Linked DNA regions of Mus musculus: region 1 is linked to region 2. The links are chromatin contacts, called in public Hi-C maps. All regions are on one chromosome and are shown on one strand. Each heading gives the region's core, a stretch centred on a gene start, on an enhancer-like site or on the middle of the called end of the contact. The rest is flanking DNA. Distances are from core to core; before and after follow the strand shown.

Region 1 (5,074 bases), core at 614-3,113, 320 kb after region 2:
CCTCGAGACGTGATTTTTTTTTTAAAAAAGAGATTATTGTTTGTATGAAGTGAACACGTGGGGCTCCTGGATGTTAGTCATGTCTAGATGACCAGTCTTCTGGCTATGACTTCTGGGGCTTCCCTGCAGACTGTGAAAAGTATCTCATGGTCTTCTCTCTTCTCTTCCCACAGGCATGCTTGTGTCATCCGTGGACAAGTGATGACGTCAGATGGGACCCCATTGGTTGGCGTGAACATCAGTTTCATCAATAACCCTCTCTTTGGATACACAATCAGCAGGCAAGATGGCAGGTAGGAGACCCTTTGTGGGCCAGGGAGAATTAGGCCTGAGAGTTAGGAGCTGTAGTCTTGCAGCATAGCTGCCCTGGATCGATTATGTGGACAGAGGGTCAGACCTGGACCCAGACAGCCTATATTTTAACACCCCGCTCAGCCACCTACTGTCTCCTGACCTGCACCTGCCTCCGGCCTCTGTCCCTTTGACTGTAGATGTGACACCTTCTTCTCATGAGGATTTCACATAAACAGAGGGTTCCTTATCCATATTATGCTGCCCAGTGACTCGTGGAAATACTCTCGTGAATCTACTTTATAATGGATAAGATGGCTCCTTGGAATCTAACCATTCGGTTTCTACCTTTCAGTTGCTTAGAAGTGGCTCCCATAGAAGCCATTTAGGCGATAGCAGAATTCTATCCTTTTACTTTCCCTGAGAACCATCAACAGCATGTAGTAAAGCTAAGGTTTCCTTTAAGGAATGGCCCTAGACCTACCCCCACCGTGTGACTAAAGTATGCTTGGACAAATATTGCCTCTTCATCTGAAGCATGATTCTAATACCATCTACCTCATACACTAGGAATGGATAGGACAGTACAGTGGCTAAGGAAGCACCTAGCTATAGTTCCTGTCTAATAAACCATTGTTTCCTGCCACACAAGAATTCACTTCCTAGTGTGACACGCAGTAAGTAAATAAATAGTGGGTATAAAAAAATACTAATTATTACAAGTTGTTGAATAACGAGGACAGAGTAACACAAATATTTCAGAGCAAAAGAAGGCAAGAGGAATATTTAGGCTGTCGGTGGTGAGACGTCCTCTATTTTTAATGAAATCAGGTGATGTCAGTCCATCTGGCTGAGCGTGGGCCCATAAGGTTGATTCCTCACTCAGTGTTAGAAATTATGCTCCAGCCTGATTGATTTTAGCACCTCTTTAATCCAATATCAGATGTGAGCATGTCCCAGCCGAGGTGATAATGAAGCAGGACTCATCTGTTTGGAGACATGTGTGCCTCTTAGACAGCTTGGCAAGCTTGGTGTACGGAGTCTCCCCTCCTCCACGGCCCTGGGAAGGGCACAGCTAAAAGGGGTCTGTGCCAGTCTCCAGGGAGTAGACTGGCCAGGCCAGGCCACTGTTCCCTGCCCTGAACGGTTTCTGCCAGAGGCCCCTTAGCAAACACCCACCCATGCATGAAGGAGCTTCCTTTCTTGATTGTGTCTGTCTTCGGGTATGGATTGTACAGAAATGGCAGCCGTGGGAACCCTAGGCCATGGGTATTCTTAGTACGTTATCGCCCACAGGGGAACAGTCATCCAAACAGGAGCTTTTGGAGATTGTTCTTTTTGCCACAAAACTTTCCACATAAAAGAGCAAACCATCAGTCAGTAGGCCCCTCTGGGCTTGCTCAGACTAGGACCATGAACTACACCACAGTAATCCTACATGTTGTGACCTTAGGAATCACCTATTCTTTGACATCTCTGGGCTACGATTTCCCCATTTGTGCTATGCTGGCCCTATCTACTGTTTCTTGAGGGCACTGAGCACCAGGAGGGAGGCTTCCTGCATCAGCCTCCCACACTGTGACATAGAAAAGGTGCTGCTTAGAGCTTGCATTTCAAATAAGTCCTCGCCCATGCACCATGGGCCTAAAATGTTCTTTCCAACACAGACATAATGTATGGGAACGTTATCACTTGTTCCCATAGTGTGTGAAACTCCCTCTGTTGTACATGAACAGGGAGCATCTGGCCCACTCCACTCCTCCTTCCTTGGCTCAGTTTCGCTTAAGCCTGGTTTATAGGAGAGGCCACAAGGCTAAAGATAGTCAGCAGGTGAGAATGAGTGCATGTGTGCTGGAGGCCTAGGCTACATCTGACTCACCAGTACAATCTGCGGTTTCTAGGCAGCACCAGGACACTCTCACCAGTTCCCTACCCACAACTTCACACACACACACACCACTTGATGTCAAATGTTAACAGTAACTCATACACAGAAAGCAGTAACAAAGAAAATACTCAAAAAGATGGAAAATGCAAGTCATGAAGAAAAACCAAGAGACCTAGAGACAAGAGAAGCGGTTCAGGCTCACTGACTTGAAGTGTGGGGTCGTGCTGAGCGAGATGCCCAGGGAACAAGTGGCATCCTGGGCTTGCCCATCCATCACTCCAACTAATTAGTAACCTTGCCAAATGGTTATGATGCTCAGCCTAATTTTATAGACGGAGAAACTGAAGCTTGGAAAGGTGGTATAACTCACCTGTAATGTGAGAGTGGTGTTTGACCAACAAGAGATAGGCTCCATTTGAGAACCAGGCCTTCCCTCTGGGGTCAAGTCCATGTTCACATCTACATTAGGGTTTCCCAACGAGATGAGTAGGCCTGGCCTTGGCCTGTTGCACTCAGCCCCTGGCATGGCCAGCTGCTCTGGCCTGCTCATAGCCTTGAAGAAACGTCTTTTCTTGTTTGTCATCTCTCCCTCCCTATAGGCTGCCTCTCTTGAACCAAGCTTTTGAGTCCAGCCAAACTTGTGTTTGGCTGTTAAAAAACCAAATTAATACAGACACTCATTCGTTATGTGACAGGAATACCACCCCGTAAGTGTTTCCTCTAGACGGTGGGTGTTCTCTTAGAGAACATACCCTGAACTCTTAGACTACAATAAATGCCCACCCTTGGTGTTTCTCCATCATCCCTTTCTGAAGGATGGTGCCATCTAACTTCTAAACATTAACATAAAAAGGGCAATGTGCAGTTAAGTATGTGGAAAACTCCCGCAGAAAGAAGAGTCTGTCTTTGGGGTTTGAGAAACCATAATCAGGGTCATCTACCATGAGCAGAATTTGCCTCTGGGACAGGATGGTTGAATACAAGATCCTTGCAACCTCTAAGGAAGGGAAGAGTGAACTGGGCAGCCAACGCTAACCAAAGTTGTGTGTGTCAAGGTAAACGTGAGATCCTGTGTTGAGGGGTCTCACAAACCAGCGACAGAGATAATCACTGGGTTGATCTGAGTCGGTAGCTAAGGCAAGAAGGGACTTGCGAATTTAGCAGCCATTTAAGAAGAAATGGTAGTGTCTCATGTATTCATTCTGTAAGCTAAGTGTCCCTAGAAAGTCAAGAAAATGGGTGTCCTAGGCACTGTAACAATTATAGTGCACTGCAGCATAATCTGTCAGGAGTCTCTGTGACACAACAGACCCCTAAGAGGAAACAAGAATCCTGCTTGAGCAAGGCTTTGTCGTGGCAGGCTCAGCAAGCATGCCCTACCTAGCTGGGCATGATAGCACACACCAAAAATCTCATATCTTTCGAGGCTGGAGCAGAAGAATTATTAGTTGAAGAGTAGCCTGGTCTACACAGAGAGGCTCTGTCTCAAAAAATAAACCCACAAAGCTAAATGTACCACCTAAGAAGACTTTGTCCAAGGAGGTATTACAGTGGAAGAGAGCTGGCAGACAAAGCTACCGGTCTCCGGTCACCATAGCAGATAAAAAAAAAAAGCTCAATACAAGAACAAGAAGGAGAGAAGCCCAGATGTGTTCCAAAAACTAAAGTCTTAATGGCCAGAATTACTCAAAGATGGACCTGCCCTCCTGTGGCTACAGCAAGCTCTTGGGGACTCGATCTGTGCAAGTGTGAAATGAACAGCCCCTTGCTGGTAGTTCGGTAGCAGGGACCAGCCCTTCACATTGGGAGAGACATGGGAACATGACCACTAAGTTCATTTCTGGGGGCTCAGCTACTACATGGCTTCAGATTTTCTTTTTAGAAAAAAAAAAAAAAAGCAAACTCTAGGCTGGATTCCCGTACACCAAACACAGGGCTTGAAGTGACAGCCAAACACTGGTCTTGGCTAAGCAGACCTATCCTGCAGGATATGTGCCACACCTTGATTTCCAGCCCCTGTACCCATAACCTGAGCTCTCCTAGCCTCTGATCATGTGGCTATAGAACAGAGGCTGGCCTCCCTAGAGGGCTGGCAACTGGCAGAAACATTAAGGTATGCAAATGGGAACTCACATTCCTTGACTTTCAAAACTGAAAGGCTCACATCATGGTTTATAAAGGCAATGCCAGGTAAGGTTTATCTGCATGTGGTAGGGACTGAGGTGCTAGATTCCCAACAACTGCTAGTATGTTTCTGGGGGAGTCCTATCTGGGAGTAAGGTACTTAGGGGTAAAGCAAGGAGGATTTTTATCTACATGCTCTCACACAAACCTGAAACAAGAGGCCCAGGGTAGAGCTGTCTGGGGCAGCAAAGGGCCTGGAGAACACAAAGCCAGAACAAGAATCAGGAGCATGCATTACTGCTCAGAACACCCTTAAAGAGCCATGAACCGAATCTGGGCTACTGTCTCTGGATGCTTTGTAGCAATAATCTCATTTCAGCTGGACACTTGGGTTTGCATTTCTCCTTGCACTTACAAGATACTGTGGTTCTAATTACACAATCTCAAACTGCTTAGCTGCTTAGGACTTCAGAACAACCCCTTTGAGAGATGGACAGACGACCCAATGGAGAAAGTACTTCTGTATAAGCATGAGAACCTGAATTTGGATCTCCACCACCCACATAAAAGCTGGGAGGGAGAGACATATGGATCCCAGGGGCTTACTGAGCAGCTAGTCCAGACAAAACTACAAGCTCCTGGTTCAATAAGAGTCTTGTCTCAGTGCCTGGACCTGGTAGTGCATGCCTTTAATCCCAGCACTTGGGAGGCAGAAGCAGGCAAATCTCTGAGTTTAAGGTTGGCCTAGTCTACATAGTGAGCTCCAGAACA
Region 2 (5,361 bases), core at 1,277-3,776:
AAAGGAGTTTGTGAATTTGAGATGGATCTGAGTACACAAGAAGAATTGGAGAAGTAGAGGCTCTCATCTATAAAATTCTCAAAAAATATATTAAATTATAAAAAGAGCTGGAGTCCAGATCTTCCCTAAGCAATGCCTGAAAGTTGCTGAAAGTTAAAGAAAAAGTAGGGGGAAATTCAAGGTCAAAGTTATACAAAGACAGACTGCGTGTAGTAGCTGATGGTAATTCCAGGCCTTTGGGAGCTGGGGAGGTGGCTCAGCTGTTAAGAGCACACACTGGTCTCCCAAAGCACCTGACTTTGATTCTCAACACCTATGTGGGGCAGCTCGCAATTGCCTATAACTGCAGCTCCAGGGGGCTCTGATACCCTCTCTGGCTCCTCAAATACCCTCTCCTGTATCTAGAAATATGCATGCATGGTGAGTGCACACATACACGCACACACACACAAAACTAAAATAAATGATGACGTCATCCTTCCCAAGAGAAGACATGACAAAGGCAAGAAAGACACTGCTACGTTTCTGTCCTCAACACCCATAGACCTTCAGTTCAGACCCTGGACTACGGCAAGGCAGGGAGAATGATGTGAAGAGTGGAACGCACACAGAAGTCCGTAGGGAGGCCTTGCAAAGGACAGAAGAAACAGACTAGGCATGATTCCCACGAAGGAAAATCCAGGAGCCCTCTCTTAAGTTGAGCCCCACCCAAGGGACAGCCCTGGCGATACCTGAAGCAAACCAATGGCTTTGGAAATGGCTGGGCAATGGGGTCACACAAACAGAGGGAGGGAAGGCTCAAGGGGACCTGATGGCAAGATGTCTCTGTGATGTCTGGGGTACCTACTAGCTTTGAGGAAGCAGGTTTGGGCATGGCAGAATAAATGGTTACATTTGTCCCTGTTGAACCATTTACAAGGTCATTTCTACATGTGACATCTTGTTTGAGGTCAGTTAGCAAGGAGCTGAAGGGGCTCTCTATGTTCTTACCTGAAGGATGAGTAAAGCCGACCTTCGTGCTCATTCATTACCATAGGTTTGGGTGCTGGGGTGAAAATTCTGGTTTTTCTAGTTGCTATGCTACATCGATTTCAGAGCGATGATGTCCCGGAATGGTGATAAAGTTGCTGTTGTTTATGACTCTGGGGCCAGGCATGTTGGTCTGGTTTGCACCTGGAAGCCCCTGAGCCTCGACAAGGCACATCACATGCCTACCGTAACAAGAGAATGTGTCTAGGAGAGAGGGGACCAAATGCAAACTAACATGTGCATCTGCTAGTCGAGTGCTCCTTCTGCTCCTCGTCTTTGTGGGATCGGGTGTGCCCCTGTTCCTGGAGGGTGGGAGCCTATTCTGGTGGCCTGCCGCCAGCTCTTCTTCACGATGAGTCTTCCTTAGGCAAATGCTTGGGAGGAGCCATCTCCAGTTAAGGGCCTGCTTTGGAAGGCAAGTTCTCTGACTCATGCTGAGTAAAGTCTGCACACAAGCAGGTGCCTGACTGGGAGCACATTTCTAGGGCTTAATGAGCATCTGGAAGGGAGGAGACAGGAGGGTCCTGGGGGCAGAGCTTGGCGATCTGCTAGGAGGAGGGGGGAAGCCGGAGAAATAAGCCTGCATTGGGAGTGATATGATCACATGGCATCCATGAAAGATGACTATCACTGGCCAGGAGATGGGATGGAGGCAACACAGGAGACCCAGGATGATGCTGTGGAAGGCAGCAGATAATGCTACTTGGGCAGGCCACTGCAAAACAGCAGACAGCCCTGAGGACAGAGGATCATGTGAGTTGAGAACGACGTGTGTACCTGCGATTGCTGAGTCCTCCCTTTCAGCCTTCACCAGTTGTGGGGAGGGCATTTCCCTTCTCAACAACTTCTTATGCTGCCTAAGTAGGAGAGCCTGGCCCATTGTCACAGTTTATAGTTATCTGTATGCTTTGGTGTTATTGTCTTGTGCTCTGTAGACTCCCAATTCCAAGTCAAGTGGTGTTCATTTTTTAAGGCTTCTTGCCTAGTTTCACGTTGGAGTTCTAAAAAGTATGTGTGACTATGACCACCGTGGGAAGTTAGTGGCTAGCCACTGATGTCCAGGTAACTCTAATGGTCACTGTTTGGTACTGTATTGACAGTTTATTGTTTGATCTCCCCTGACTTCTAGTGTAAGATGCTGCTTGTAAATGGTTTTTAGGATTCCTTTGTTCTATTTTGAAGGGTTGAGGGACCTGGTTTTCTTCATTGTTGTTTGTTTGTTTGTTTGTGAGATTAAAAAAAATGAGGAAAATTTTTATTTTCCAAATATATGTTCTGGAAGAAGGAATCTGGGCTTTAATTATCTGTTCAGACCACAGAGAGGAAGCACAGCTGGCTAGGAATGCTTTGGAAAGCCAGAGAGGAAGCCACGGTATAAAGTGCAAGGAATTTTGGGTTGTCTGGGCTTTGAGAAGCAGAGACTTTAAGAACTGATAGAGTCCCTCTGTGGCCTTACAACAGAGGAGGGAGCAGCTCTGCCTGGTAAGCTCTTTGGCCCAGAAGAAAGAAAATGGGCCCCTGGGCACCATGTCTTCACCCTGTCCTCCGTGCCAGCAGTGCAGAACTAGTATCTGCCTCTGGCAAGTCAGCTTGCCTCTGTTTCCCTATCTGTAAACTGGATGGAGATAACAGAGTCCTCTCTTGGGGGTTGCTGGGAGGACTTGGTGTGATGATAAAGATGAAAGCTACTTCTTTAGTTAACATGAATTTAATGAATAGTATAGTAATTGCTATTATGTAATACATTATTGAAATTTTTTAAAAAAATAATAATTAGAACTTTACTATTAAGAACTTGCAAATAAAATTCACTCAGTAAGCTTAGCCAGTCCCAAAGTCTATACACTGAAATCTTACTAATCATATCCAGGGCCAAATTAAGAGTGTGTGTGTGTGTGTGTGTGTGTGTGTGTGTGTGTACTCGCACAAGAACTGGTCTTCCAAGAAAAGGGATTTAAAAGTGTGAGAAAAGAGCAGATTGTTCCCTTAGAGACCAGAATATCCTGGGAAAATGTCTATAAGTTGCTGAAACTATTTTAGAGTTGCCAGAATATTCCAAGGAACAGAAGAAAAGCCAGCCAGTGGCCCAGCTGTGGACTTTACTAGGTTGCAGGTCCATATGTTTGGCTAGGTCTGGTCTTCTGGCATCCCAGCCTCTCTGAGTCGGGGACAGATCCCAAGAATTGGCTTCCCAGACAGCTGCTTGCTATCTGCAAGAGCTGACTATGGGTAAGGCTGAGGGAACGGGGAACTGATGCTTGCCAGGTTTATGTGGACATAAAGAAGACCATTGGTCACTTACAGAGTGACTGTTTGTGCTGACAAACTCCTTCTGGGCTTCTCTGTAACAGTGGACCTGAGACCTCTGTAACAGTGGAACTGAAACTATCACCCCAAAATTTTGTCCTCGCAGCAACCTCCCTCATCTCTCTGCAGGGCCAACAGAGTGTTCTTCACCCTGTCTGTTTCCTTACTGGTTCCAATGGAAGCACGGCCATCGTGATCTTGAACATTTATCAGTTGCTTACCTTCGACCAGTGTGGTGCCAGATGCTTCAGGGGAATAGTCAGTTACCTGGGTTAGGTAGCTAGGCAGAACCGGAAACAGAGCTGGAGAGGTTCTTTATAGAGAGTCACACAGCTGGCAAGTAGCAATGGTGACGTCTACATCCAGGTTCAGGCTTTAGTGTCCACCCTTGCAACCTTACTGAATGTTTCTTATTTCCTGGATGTGAGACCCCCCCCCCGGACAGAACAACAGAGAGGTGACAATCACATGGCCCAGCCATGGGTTAACCCAGGCTAGCCCATTCTTTGAGGCCACCGTGCTGCAGGGAAAGCATAACAGAGTTAGGAGACAATGTAGCTGGGTTGAGCTCTAGGGCTGCTCTGCATTAGCTGTGAGTCATAGATCCCTCTGATCTCCTTCAAATTGGATGACAATATTTACTTTTCCAGGCTACCAAAAGAAACGACGATAACAGGCTGGCCTGGTACGTGCTGGGCAGGTGTCTGGAAATGGCAAGTGGTACCACAGTTGCAGGAAACAGAGAGTTAGGGCTTTGTTAAACCCGGGAAGTCTGATCCCTCACTGCAGGAAGAAACAGGCTGCTAGAGGCAAGCACGTTCCCAACTCTCTTGCAGGCTGCAGGCTGCAGGCTGCAGGCCTGGTGTTGGCCCTGGCAACAGAATCCATTTTATTTTCTAAGTATTTCAGGACCAGATGAGTCAGTGTGCTTTCACCTTCAGTATAGCATATGGGAGAATGCAAAGGAGCCTGCTGGCTATTCTCCATGAGGGTTGTTTGTCTTCCTTGATCAAGAGAGAATGGCCAAATGTGGGCAGCTGTGTGAGGAGCTGAAGACAAGAAGCAGAGGTGTGTGAGCATCCTGGTTGCCTGCTGCTTACCTTGGGATACCACTTGCCCTCTGGAGCCATTGTTCCCACTTTTGAAACGAGGGTCCAAGCTTCTTGGAAGGGTTATTATAGTGGTTGAAGGTTAGCTGTAGGTAGTCCCACAAACCATTAGGACCCTACATCCAAGGTTGTCAGGCCATGCCTCCTCTGCCCCTCCCACACCCGACTTGTCTAGCCAGGTAAAAATGGGTGTGGCCAGATATAGCCCTCCTGCCAGACATAGCTGATGCCAAATCCTCTGGAGAGCAGATGGAATAGATCTGGCCTACTCTCCTGGGTCCAGCCTCAGATCTTTTGACCCCTCTCTGGGTCAGTGCACAACTTGGGGCTGGGGCAGGCACAGATCTGGGACAGCCTGGAGCCATAAGCAGCCTCGTAAATCAGGCCCAGCCTTGGAGACTTCTGCAAGCTCTCTGTGGAGCCTAGGAGCCCCAGCTTCTTAAAGCTGTATCCTCTCACTCCCACTCCAGTCTGGAGTCTAAGGGGTGAACAGAACCTGATTTATAGAGACCTCAGCCCAGCCTGTGAGGGAGGCCCCAGAAAGAATGGGCTTCCCCTATGACCTGCCTCCCAAGTCACAGATAGAGACAGAGGTGCTCTGTAGGGAGAACCACCTCCCTCTGGGCCAAGGTTGAAAACTGAAAACTGTCCCCAACTATCCCCTTCTGGGACTTGGCCTTCTTCACTGGAAAGATCCAATTTGTCCTTTCATAAATGAATGAAAGGGGGAAACACTTCCAAAACGGCCCCTTGCCACAGAGCTGCTGCAGAAGGATCGATCGGGTCTGAGTTTGAGCTCAAACTCCACCATCCCCAGCTTAGACAAGTCTTCTCCCATCCACTCCTGTATCTCAGTCTTCTCCCATCCACTCCTGTATCTCACTGTCTAGTCTCCCACATGGCATAGAGCTGGTGT

What was found. Hi-C and Micro-C count contacts between places; a contact is called where the count stands out from the background.
Region 1: a Hi-C map of cerebral cortex shows a contact between it and region 2, with 7 times the contacts expected there. The contact joins two enhancer-like sites. A contact is called at or near these places in 5 of 484 Hi-C or Micro-C datasets (the N1E-115 cell line, adipose-derived mesenchymal stem cells, cerebral cortex and 2 more), 1 of 115 datasets of contacts at active chromatin or transcription factors (embryonic fibroblasts) and 2 of 9 other capture datasets (adipose tissue and embryonic stem cells).

What each region holds. Positions count from the first base shown.
Region 1 is chr7:96,837,103-96,842,176 of GRCm38.p6, forward strand. It overlaps Tenm4 (teneurin transmembrane protein 4), which reads left to right. Exons shown (of 33, transcript NM_001310762.1): 20 at 174-293. Among named protein-coding and RNA genes, the nearest start is that of Gm15413, 38 kb to the left of the region's middle. Within about 2 kb of position 1,864, at least 14 of the 459 cell types and tissues checked have an H3K27ac peak or open chromatin away from gene starts, as enhancers often do. A contact at or near this core is called in cerebral cortex, where this site is marked.
Region 2 is chr7:96,520,720-96,526,080 of GRCm38.p6, forward strand. The region is part of intron 4 of Tenm4 (teneurin transmembrane protein 4); the gene reads left to right. Among named protein-coding and RNA genes, the nearest start is that of Gm15412, 180 kb to the left of the region's middle. Within about 2 kb of position 2,527, at least 37 of the 459 cell types and tissues checked have an H3K27ac peak or open chromatin away from gene starts, as enhancers often do. A contact at or near this core is called in cerebral cortex, where this site is marked.